2 separate regions of the Dromaius novaehollandiae genome follow, and region 1 is linked to region 2. A link is a contact called in public Hi-C data. All regions are on one chromosome and are shown on one strand. The core of a region is the stretch at or near the end of the contact, and the rest is flanking DNA. Distances in the headings are between cores, read along the strand shown. Region 1 has its middle 200 kb from the start of IRS2. Region 2 holds the start of IRS2 (insulin receptor substrate 2).

Region 1 (4,351 bases), core at 271-2,770, 200 kb before region 2:
AATCTTACCACAGACAAATTAGAACACAGTGAGGCACTGTCTCTGTTGGGTGGCAGAAGCCAATACTTGAGATCTGATATGGAACAGTTTCTTAAAACTAACTCCTATCTGCTCCTGAGTCTGTAAGCACTCTTCCTCTGTTTCACTTTGGAGTCTTACAGATCTTTCCAATGATTAAGCTAACATGTTTCTGCTGGATCACAAGGGACAAAGAGGAAGATTCGCATCTAGACTTAGCACTCCAGCGCTCCATGGGTGTGCATCAGCGAGACCAGGAAGGTGCCACCGTTCCTGCCCAGCCTTCACGTATGAGGTTTCATTTCCACAGATACAGAGGAGCAGACTGGAGAAGGCTGGCACATGAATCTGGCTTTGATGTGAGGTTAGGATATGGCCAGAGCACCCATTCCGGTTCAAAACCTTGGAAGCACTCTTGGATCTAGTGATGCAGCCATGGCAATGAAATTGTCTCAGCAAATATCAGCAACCACCAGATTTCAGCTGTTGTTTCCGCCTCTCCTTCCAACTTTCTTTGGCCAGGTCAGGGCATTCCAGCTATGCTACACCGTGGAGAGGGTTCCCGCTTTGGACCTTGGGCCTCCCAGAGGAAGAACAAAGAGAATGAATGGGCAGCAGGGCAGGATGCAAATGGAAGGTCAGCATGGATTTGTTTACCTGACTGTCTAAGCATCCAGGGAATGACAGGGTCACTTGATGGCCATCGATTATTACAATATTTAGAAAGGTCAGAGAAACCCTGGAATATCTGCTTCACTGACTGGAACACATGTTAACAGTGTGAAACCCAATATTATGAGAGGTCACTCAGGACTCTTGTATGGCTTTCACAGCTGAACCCTGCTCAAGTGAACACATTGCAGACAGCAGTTTAAATAAAAAGGGGGGAAATTCAAACATAAACTTCTTCTGGGAAACAGTAAACTCGCTTTATTACATTTTGTGCAAGTGACCTTGTAGAACATTTCTGTGTTGTCCAGAGTAAGCTTTTGCATCATTAAAAATGGTCAGAAGAGCAGAACGGACTAAATTTTGCCTGGGATAAACAGTTACCACCATACAGAGAAGCTGTGTCAGGTTCTAGTAGCAAAGACTTTGGGTCAAGGTATTCAAAAAACCAACAACAAAACTTGGGCTGAAAAAGATCCATCTGCAACAGGGAGTCTAATATATCAATATAAAACTGATCTACAGAGCACTCAGATTTATTCTGTAGGGAGCAACCTTTGCTGGCTGGGGCACGGATTGCCTGACCTAATATGCCTTTTCCATTTATTTCTGTGATGCACAGTTATTTCAGCAGCTTCGTTTCTTTTCTCCTCTGCTGGGTAATAGTGTTAGCAGCGGATCTGCCAGAGGAAACCAGGGCTCTCAGACAGTTCTAAAAATAGCATGACACATGCAAAGCACGTGAGCGAACACCTCACAATCCAGGCTTGGAGCAAGTTGAAAAGAGGAATTTAGGCAAGGCCGTAATCTCTTTCAGGGGAAGCGAGTGCCTGAGGGCGGCTGGTTTAAGCCTGCTGAGCAAGGGGCGGTTCTGGAGCTGCATGTGCACTTGTTTACTACGGCTTGCAGGCGCTGCCCTGTTTTGTTGCCTTTCTGCTCTGCTCCCATTCATTATTTCCCCTGTTTGTTTATTCTGCAGCATTTCTGGATCTCTCTCTGGGGATCTGAGGAATCGCATTAAGGACTCGTCTATCTTATCATGGGAGACAAGCCTGTACTCCAGAGGCTATCTCCTTCAGGCCTCCGAAACAGGCGGAGAGAGAGGCCCTGGACAATCACAGGCAGCACTGAGAACTGGCTACTTTAACTCTTTCCTTGCGGAAGCCTTTTCAAGCAGGAAGGAAATAGCTGCCCACCTCAGATGATTCAATTGCTGAATTAGCCCACCTACTTGAAAACTAGGCGAGGCTGCTTTAAAGGCAGGTGAAGGGGCAGCAATTAGGGTGACTGCTAAAGGTATAAGCCTTAATGAAGCAGTGGAGGAGTTGCTCAGGGTAAGGACAAGAGAAGGAAGGTCTGTGCTTTAGCCAGTGTTGGTGCCACCCTGCCTCTCTTCCCAGCTTTGAAAGGAGACAGCTTTCCTGGCACTGCTGTTAAAAACTAAATGGAATGAAACCTGGTAACCTCCTTCAGTCCAAGGCTACTCCCCAACCTAGAATAAAATCAGAGCTGGACCTTTTCCTGGTGTAAATCTGCTTACCTCCCTTCAAGTATCTGACTTGAGAGAAATGTGTATGTGAGTTAGCATGTCAACTGTGCCATCACTCATCCTTATGGAGTGATCTTGTCAGGATATTCAGCATTATGTGAGCAGCTTACACATGCATGCAAATATACAGCCACATTATTATAAACTACAGTGTGTAATGCAAACAGATGAGCCACCATCAGACAATAACTATTCTAACTGTTGGTTTTTTTCTGAAATACCAATAGCCCGGCAGTCACCCAGCTGAAGCAATGGGGAGAAGTACGTTTCACCTCATGACCATTCTTTTTTCCCCTGTCTGAAAAAGGAGGGGCCAAAATATCCTATGAATCCTTTTACAGGTGCCATTCCTTGAATAACAGAAGTATTTCTGTTTAGACTATGAAAGCAGCTCCCTGATTGTGCCTGTGAATTTCCATTGAACATCCTGGGCCTGGAGACTTCCGAATTCTGTGCAGTATCTTGCCATGTTTTAAACAGAAAAAATGATCCTTCAAAAATATCCTAACCTACCAGCTGTTTTAAAAGAAATACAAATATCATGAGGCATATGTTTCCACATAAAACAGAATTTGGCTCTTAGTATATAATTTGTATGATACAAAAATGGCTTGCTTGTTTACAGTTGTATTTTAGTTGACAACACTAATGATAAGAAACAGAAAGCCCATTACACAAATCAACAGTTTCATGTAATGACAGTGTGATCAAGACCCCCACAGCTATAATGCTTGTGCTGGGAGCACACTTGTCTATGTTCACAACTTTTCTGCTCTCCGAGTCCTGTTTTGAACAGAAGCCCTGAGGACGTTTTGCTGTGTTTCTAAATTATATTTTCAGACAGCATAAGATGTGGCATACTGAGAGAAGCTTAGTCCAGTTTCAGCTGTGCTGAAGGACAAGCTCAGTGAACAGATACTCCTTACTATTGTGAGAGATCAGGAAGATTGCTGATTTTCAGCCCTTTCCCTCTGCAACCTTAAGCAAACATAGTTTAATTAGATCAATAAGGATCAAAGTTGCTTTGAGCAGAGAGGACTTTCAGTTCCTGTAATTGTGATGAATCCACTGCCTCAGAGACGAAAAACACAAAAACAAAACAGAAAAGAGAAAGTCTGGGGATTTTTGCCAGCCCTAATCATTTAAAATATTTTTGTTGTTCTCCTTAGTTCAAAATGCTCCGTACCGTCACAATAGCTCTTTGATATTGGACACTGATATTGATCTGGGTGCATCTGTCTCGCTCAGCAGCTGATAATGACGGCACACGTGATTTCCTGTTATTGAAGCCCCACAGACGTTTCTGGAGCCAGAGCTTGGCAGCTCCAGGGATCCTTTCCCATCAGCAGCGCAGTGTCCAATGCTCTCATTGCCTTTCAGCCGATGCAAGGAGGATAGGCTGCAGCCCTGCTGAGTTGTAAACAACTTGTTTACCTCCTTCTCGGTGTAATCTGTCCCTGCTTCTGTCAACTCCTGTGGCATCAACAGAGCATTAAACACGCTGAGCTCATAGGCTGCTGTGCAGAAAACAACCCAAGGAGCCTTTCCAGACTCTTGCTTTCTAGGGCAGGGGAGGTTATTTATACCTGTTGTCTCCAGTCAGCCAAAGCAGCCCTGCTTTTGCATGTGGTTCACTTTGAAGGAAACTAATTTATAGTATTCTTTCTGCTGTCATGGAAATGTAAGCAGTATGGGCCTGATGCTGCTCTTCCTGCAAAGCTGCATCTGGTCAGGCAAGAAGAGACACTGTCTTTTTTACATGCTGTTTGCATTTGAATAGAAAAAGTGAAAGGTGTATATGATTTATAGATCCCCAAGTGCCAGGGGAGCACCAATCAATACTGCAGCAGAAGGCAGGGTTACAGGGTAAAACGCCTATAGATTTCAACCAGAGTGCTAGACGAGGGGAATCTGAAAAATATTTGGAAACTTTTGAGTCTGTCCCCTCCAGATTCCTGACCAGGACTTTGGAACAACTGCACAAGACACTGACCCAGAAAAAACTTCCCTGGGGTTTAGTACAGCGGGCAGTGAATAGGAGTGACAGGGCTCCCCATATGAATGCACTCACTTTGTACTCGAGGTGCAGAGCCGCTCTCAAGTGCCCTCAGAGAG
Region 2 (4,532 bases), core at 1,255-3,754:
GCTATCATCGGGGGAGCTCTCCCCGGGTGAGCTGGTCTTGTAACTGCTCCCGTTCCCGGGGGACCCACCTACCACCCCGGCCCGGGGCTGCAGGATCTGCTTGGGAGCGGACACGCTGGTGGGGCTCATGGGCATGTAGTCATCGCTGCCCCGGCTTCCCTGCCCTAAGGCTGCGGCCACGCCGGGGGTCATGGGCATGTAGCCATCATCATCTCCTCCTCCTCCTCCTCCTCCTCCCCCTGCCGCCGGTGGCCCCAGGTTGATGCTGCTGCTGCCAGAGCTGCGGTGGGAACCGATCTCAATGTCCCCATAGTCCTCGGGGTAGGGGGTGTAGGTGACTTTCGGGGAAGCTCCCGCCTGGCAGGAGGGGAAGAGGCGGCCGGCGCTGCCGGCGAAGGTGGCACGCATCAGCGTGTACTCGTCAAGGGAGGCAGAGGAGACCTGCGGCGGGGCGGGCCGCTGCCGGCACGGGGTGGTCAGCGAGTAAGTCCTCTTGCGATGGCCCTTGTCAGCAGCATCGGGGCAGGGCCGGTAAAAGAGCCGGCCGCTCAGGGGCCGCTCCATGGCCATGTAGCCATAAAGGTCAGTGCCGCCCCCAGGGTCCCGCACTGGGGGGGTCTCAGCGACCGACTCGGGCGTGTTGCTGCGGTTGCTGGCGGTGGAGGAGGAAGAGAAGGGCCGCAGGTCGCCGCCGGGGCTGGAGCCGTACTCGTCAAAGGACATGAAGCCCGCATCGCTGGGGGAGCCGGAGACGGAGGCACTGCTGCTGGACGGGCGCTGCGGGTGGTGCAGGGGGGCCGGCTCAGAGCCGAGGCCGCTGCTGGAGGAGAGGCTGATGGGGCTGGTGGCGGAGGGGGGCGAGTGGGAGGCGGGCATGGACATGGAGCGGCTGCTCGGCAGGCCGCTCCCGGCCAGCGCCGGCAGCAGTTTCCCCGCCTGCCTGCCGCCGCTGCTAAGCGTGTGCGAGCGGCTGAGCGGGGTGCGCACGGGGCCAGGGCTCATGGGGCTGCCGGCTGCTGAGCCCACCCGGCAGCCGTCGCCCTCGCTGGCTGTCCGCACCCGGCACGGTGTGCCCTTGGCGCCAGTCGCCAGGCTGTCAGTGCGGGAGCGGCGGAGCAGGCCGGTCTGGCTGGGGGGCAGGTTGACCAGGTGGTGGTGGTGGTGGTGGCGGCGGCCAGGCACGGTGATGGGGTGGGTGGCAGAAGCGCCGCTGCCGCCAGGCCCGGCGGCCCCCCCGGAGGAGGAGGAGGACGAGGACTGGCTCTTGCTGCGGGGCCGGAACTCGGACAGCTCCTTCAGAGCCTTCATGGCCTCCAGGATGGTCTCGTGGATGTTCTGGGCCACCACGGAGTCGTCCGCCTGCATCCAGAGCTCGCCGGGCCCCGTGGCCGCCGAGCGCCCCACCTCCATGAAGAAGAAGCTGTCGGAGTGGCCGCAGCGGCGGATGTTCATCAGCTGCAGCGTGACCGAGGGCAGCTCACAGTTGAGGCGCACGAAGCCGATGGTGCGGGCTGAGAGGCACAGCCGGTGCACGCCGGTGAGGTTTTTGCTCTGCCCCAAGCCCTTGGGCTTCAGCGTCACCTGCCAGACCTCCCGGTAGGCGGCGGCGGCCGGGGTGATCAGCCCGTAGTTGAGGTCCTCGCCGCCGGCGGCCAGGGAGGCGGCGGCGGCGCTGCAGGAGGCGGAGAAGGGCGAGGAGAGGTGGCGGTGCGGGGAGCCCTGGCAGGCCGCCTTGCCCTCGTTGAGCAGGTCGGTGAGAGCCCGGTACCAGCCCTCCTGCTCCTGCTCGTTCTCGGCCGCCACGGCGAAGTACTCGTCCTTGGTGTACAGGGCGATCAGGTACTTGTGCTTGGCATCCGCCCGCTTGTTGATGTTGAGGCAGGAGTCGAGGGCGATGACCCGCTTCGGCGCCCCGGACTTGTTCCTCCATTTCTTCTCGCTCTCGTAGTACTCCAGCCGGGCGCCCGCCGCCTCCTCCCCGCCGCCCGGGCCGCGCAGCACGAAGAAGCGCTTGTGGCCGTGCTTCTGCTTGCGCAGGTAGCCGCACTTCCGCACGCTCTGGTTGTTGTTGTTGTTGTTGTTGAGGTTGGGGCCGGCAGGGGGGCTCACGGGGGGCAACAGCCCCAGCACGGCAGGGCTCGCCATCCCCGGCCCCGCGGCGGGCAGCGGCGCCGCGCTCCTCTCCGCGTCTCGGCCGAGCAGCGGCGGCGCGACGGGGTTATCCTCCGCGGAGGGAGCCCGGAGCGGCGGCGGGGTCCTCCCGCCTCTAGGCAGCGGGCGCTGCCGGCGGCCGCTCGGCGGCTCGGGAACCGGCGGCGCCGCCGCTGCCGCGGGCGCTCCCCTGCGCGTCTCGTCGCTGCTGCTGCTGCCGCAGCGGCTGCTGCCTGCGTCGGTAGGAGTTTAGCAGTAAGTAACACATCGCGCACGGAGTGACTGAACTAAAGAGCAAAACAACACGTGACCCGCCGAGTTACCGAGACGCTCACACACCGAGACGGGGCGGGCGGGGCGGGGCGGGGGGGGGGCCCGGCGGGCCGGGGGGGGCCGGGCCCGTCGGCACCGCCCCGCATTGGGCGCCGCGCCGCCCGAGGGACAGCGTCGCGCACCAATTGGGCCGCGGCGGCGGGCCCCGTGGGCGGGGCGGCGCACTGCCATTGGGCCGTTGGCGCGCTTGGCCCCGCCTTCCCCTCGCTGCCTCCTTCCCCCGGCGGCGGCTTTTCCCGCCCACAACCGCCGGCTCGCTTCAGGCACGGCCCGGCCCGGTCCGCCTGGGCCCGGCCCCCTCCTACCCTCCCCGGCACACACCCCGGAGCGTGCCTAAAACACGAATGTAGCAGGAAGAACAAATACATCCGACAAAACTTGCGTGCTGCAGCTCACTCTAACCTGAGCCATCGCAGCGGCAGCCTAGCTCATTCGGCTGCGCTTGCGGGGGGGCGGGTGGGGGACGACGTCCAAGGCTATTTACAGAAGGAGAGGGGTTGTAAAACTGGAGATGGAGGCAGAAAGAGGGGCTGTGAAATCGGAGAGGGAGGCGGAAAGAAGGGGCGGAAGCACGGCCGCAATCCGTGACAGGACTTCATTGTGTAACCTCGGCGGAGCAAGCGATGGGGTCAGAAAGGTGCCTTTCCGCCCCGATGTGCGGCGGGGGGACGGGGGACGGGGGCGGCTTTCGCAGGCGACCATCGATCGGGAGTCACGAAGTCTCCCCCGCACACCCCCCGTGCCGGGGAAACCACGCTGCCTCCCCGCGGGACAAAGACGCGAGGTCGCCGAGATGGCCGTGCCCACCATCCATCTTACCCCCGCCGCCCGCCCGTTACCACGAAAACCGCCTCCCTGCGCGGGCAGCCCCGCTCCCTGCCTCCCTCCGCCGGCGGTACGCGCCCTCCTACACCTCGGTGTGTCAGCGTACACCCACGCAGCACAGCCGGCGTGACCGCCCTCCCTCGCTGCGCGTGTCCCCCCGCAGCCCGCGTGGGGACCCCGCCCCGCCTCGCCCCCGCGCCCGCCATTTCGCGGCCCTGGGAGCCGCCGCCGCCCCCCGGCATGGCGGGGGGAGGCCGTCGCCGCTCCTGTCCCTCATCAATCAGCGGCTTGTTTCCCCGCTCCCCATGGTTGTTATTTATGTGTGGCGAGGAAATGCCACCTCGGGAGGGGAGAGGAGGGGAGGGGAGGAGAGGAGGGGGGAAAGCATTACTCATTTTTAATTAAATAAATTAATTTATCTCCGCGTTTTGCGTTAGCTGTGAATAAGGGCAGCGCTCGCGTTTCCTTTGGAAACAAACCCCGCCACACTGGGGGATTACAGCACATCGAGGCAATTAAGTAATGAGTTGTGAAGGGGGGGAGGGGGGGACACGCAGCGCTCCGTCCCCTGTTTTTCTCGGGAAAGCTGCTGCGCAGCTTGGCAGTTTGCACCAGCCCCTTCCCTGTGGCGGAGGTGCCCTTTCCACCCCCCGCTCCGGCGTTACAAATACTTGTTTACGCGCTGCCTGGCTGCGGGGTTTTAACGTGCCCCGTGTGCGCTGGGGTCGGATCCGCCTTTCGGCACCCCCCTCTCCCGTCGGTGGGCAAAGCGGCTTTTGCGGCGGGGAGAGAGGTCTCGGGCTTGTTTACCGGAGCGACTTAACCCGGCCGCCGGCCGTGCCGCAGCGCAGGCACCCGGCGCGGGGATCAATAGGCTCCTTTCTCCTCCCGCAGCCGGAGGGAGGCGACTTGCCGCCGGGAGCGCGGCGGGGGAGACGTGCGCCGTCCCTCCGTGACCGGGCACCGGGCGTGCTGCGGGGGCCCCGGCCGGGGGCGCCCCGTCTGGGCGGGCTGTGGGGCGGGGATGCCTGGGCAGCTCCCCGCGCCCGGTGGAGGGAATCGCTGTCGCTGGTGAAGCGTGCGACATTAAACATACCGTGGTGGAGAGAAGGGAAGTAATAATAAAAGTCTGGGGATGAAGGGAAAAGGCTGTGTTGAAAACGCCCGGCCCGGTCTGTTCCTAATCACAGCCACATCTTTTCCCCTGCCCGGGAGCAGCGCGG

Evidence for each region. Hi-C and Micro-C count contacts between places; a contact is called where the count stands out from the background.
Region 1: a Hi-C map of liver shows a contact between it and region 2, with 4 times the contacts expected there. The contact joins the enhancer-like site here to the promoter of IRS2 in region 2. A contact is called at or near these places in 2 of 4 Hi-C or Micro-C datasets (brain and liver).

What each region holds. Positions count from the first base shown.
Region 1 is chr1:156,348,295-156,352,645 of bDroNov1.hap1, reverse strand. No RefSeq gene overlaps it. Among named protein-coding and RNA genes, the nearest start is that of IRS2, 200 kb to the right of the region's middle. Within about 2 kb of position 1,520, at least 2 of the 2 cell types and tissues checked have open chromatin away from gene starts, as enhancers often do.
Region 2 is chr1:156,146,546-156,151,077 of bDroNov1.hap1, reverse strand. It overlaps IRS2 (insulin receptor substrate 2), which reads right to left and starts at 2,504. Exons shown (of 3, transcript XR_010386785.1): 1 at 1-2,504.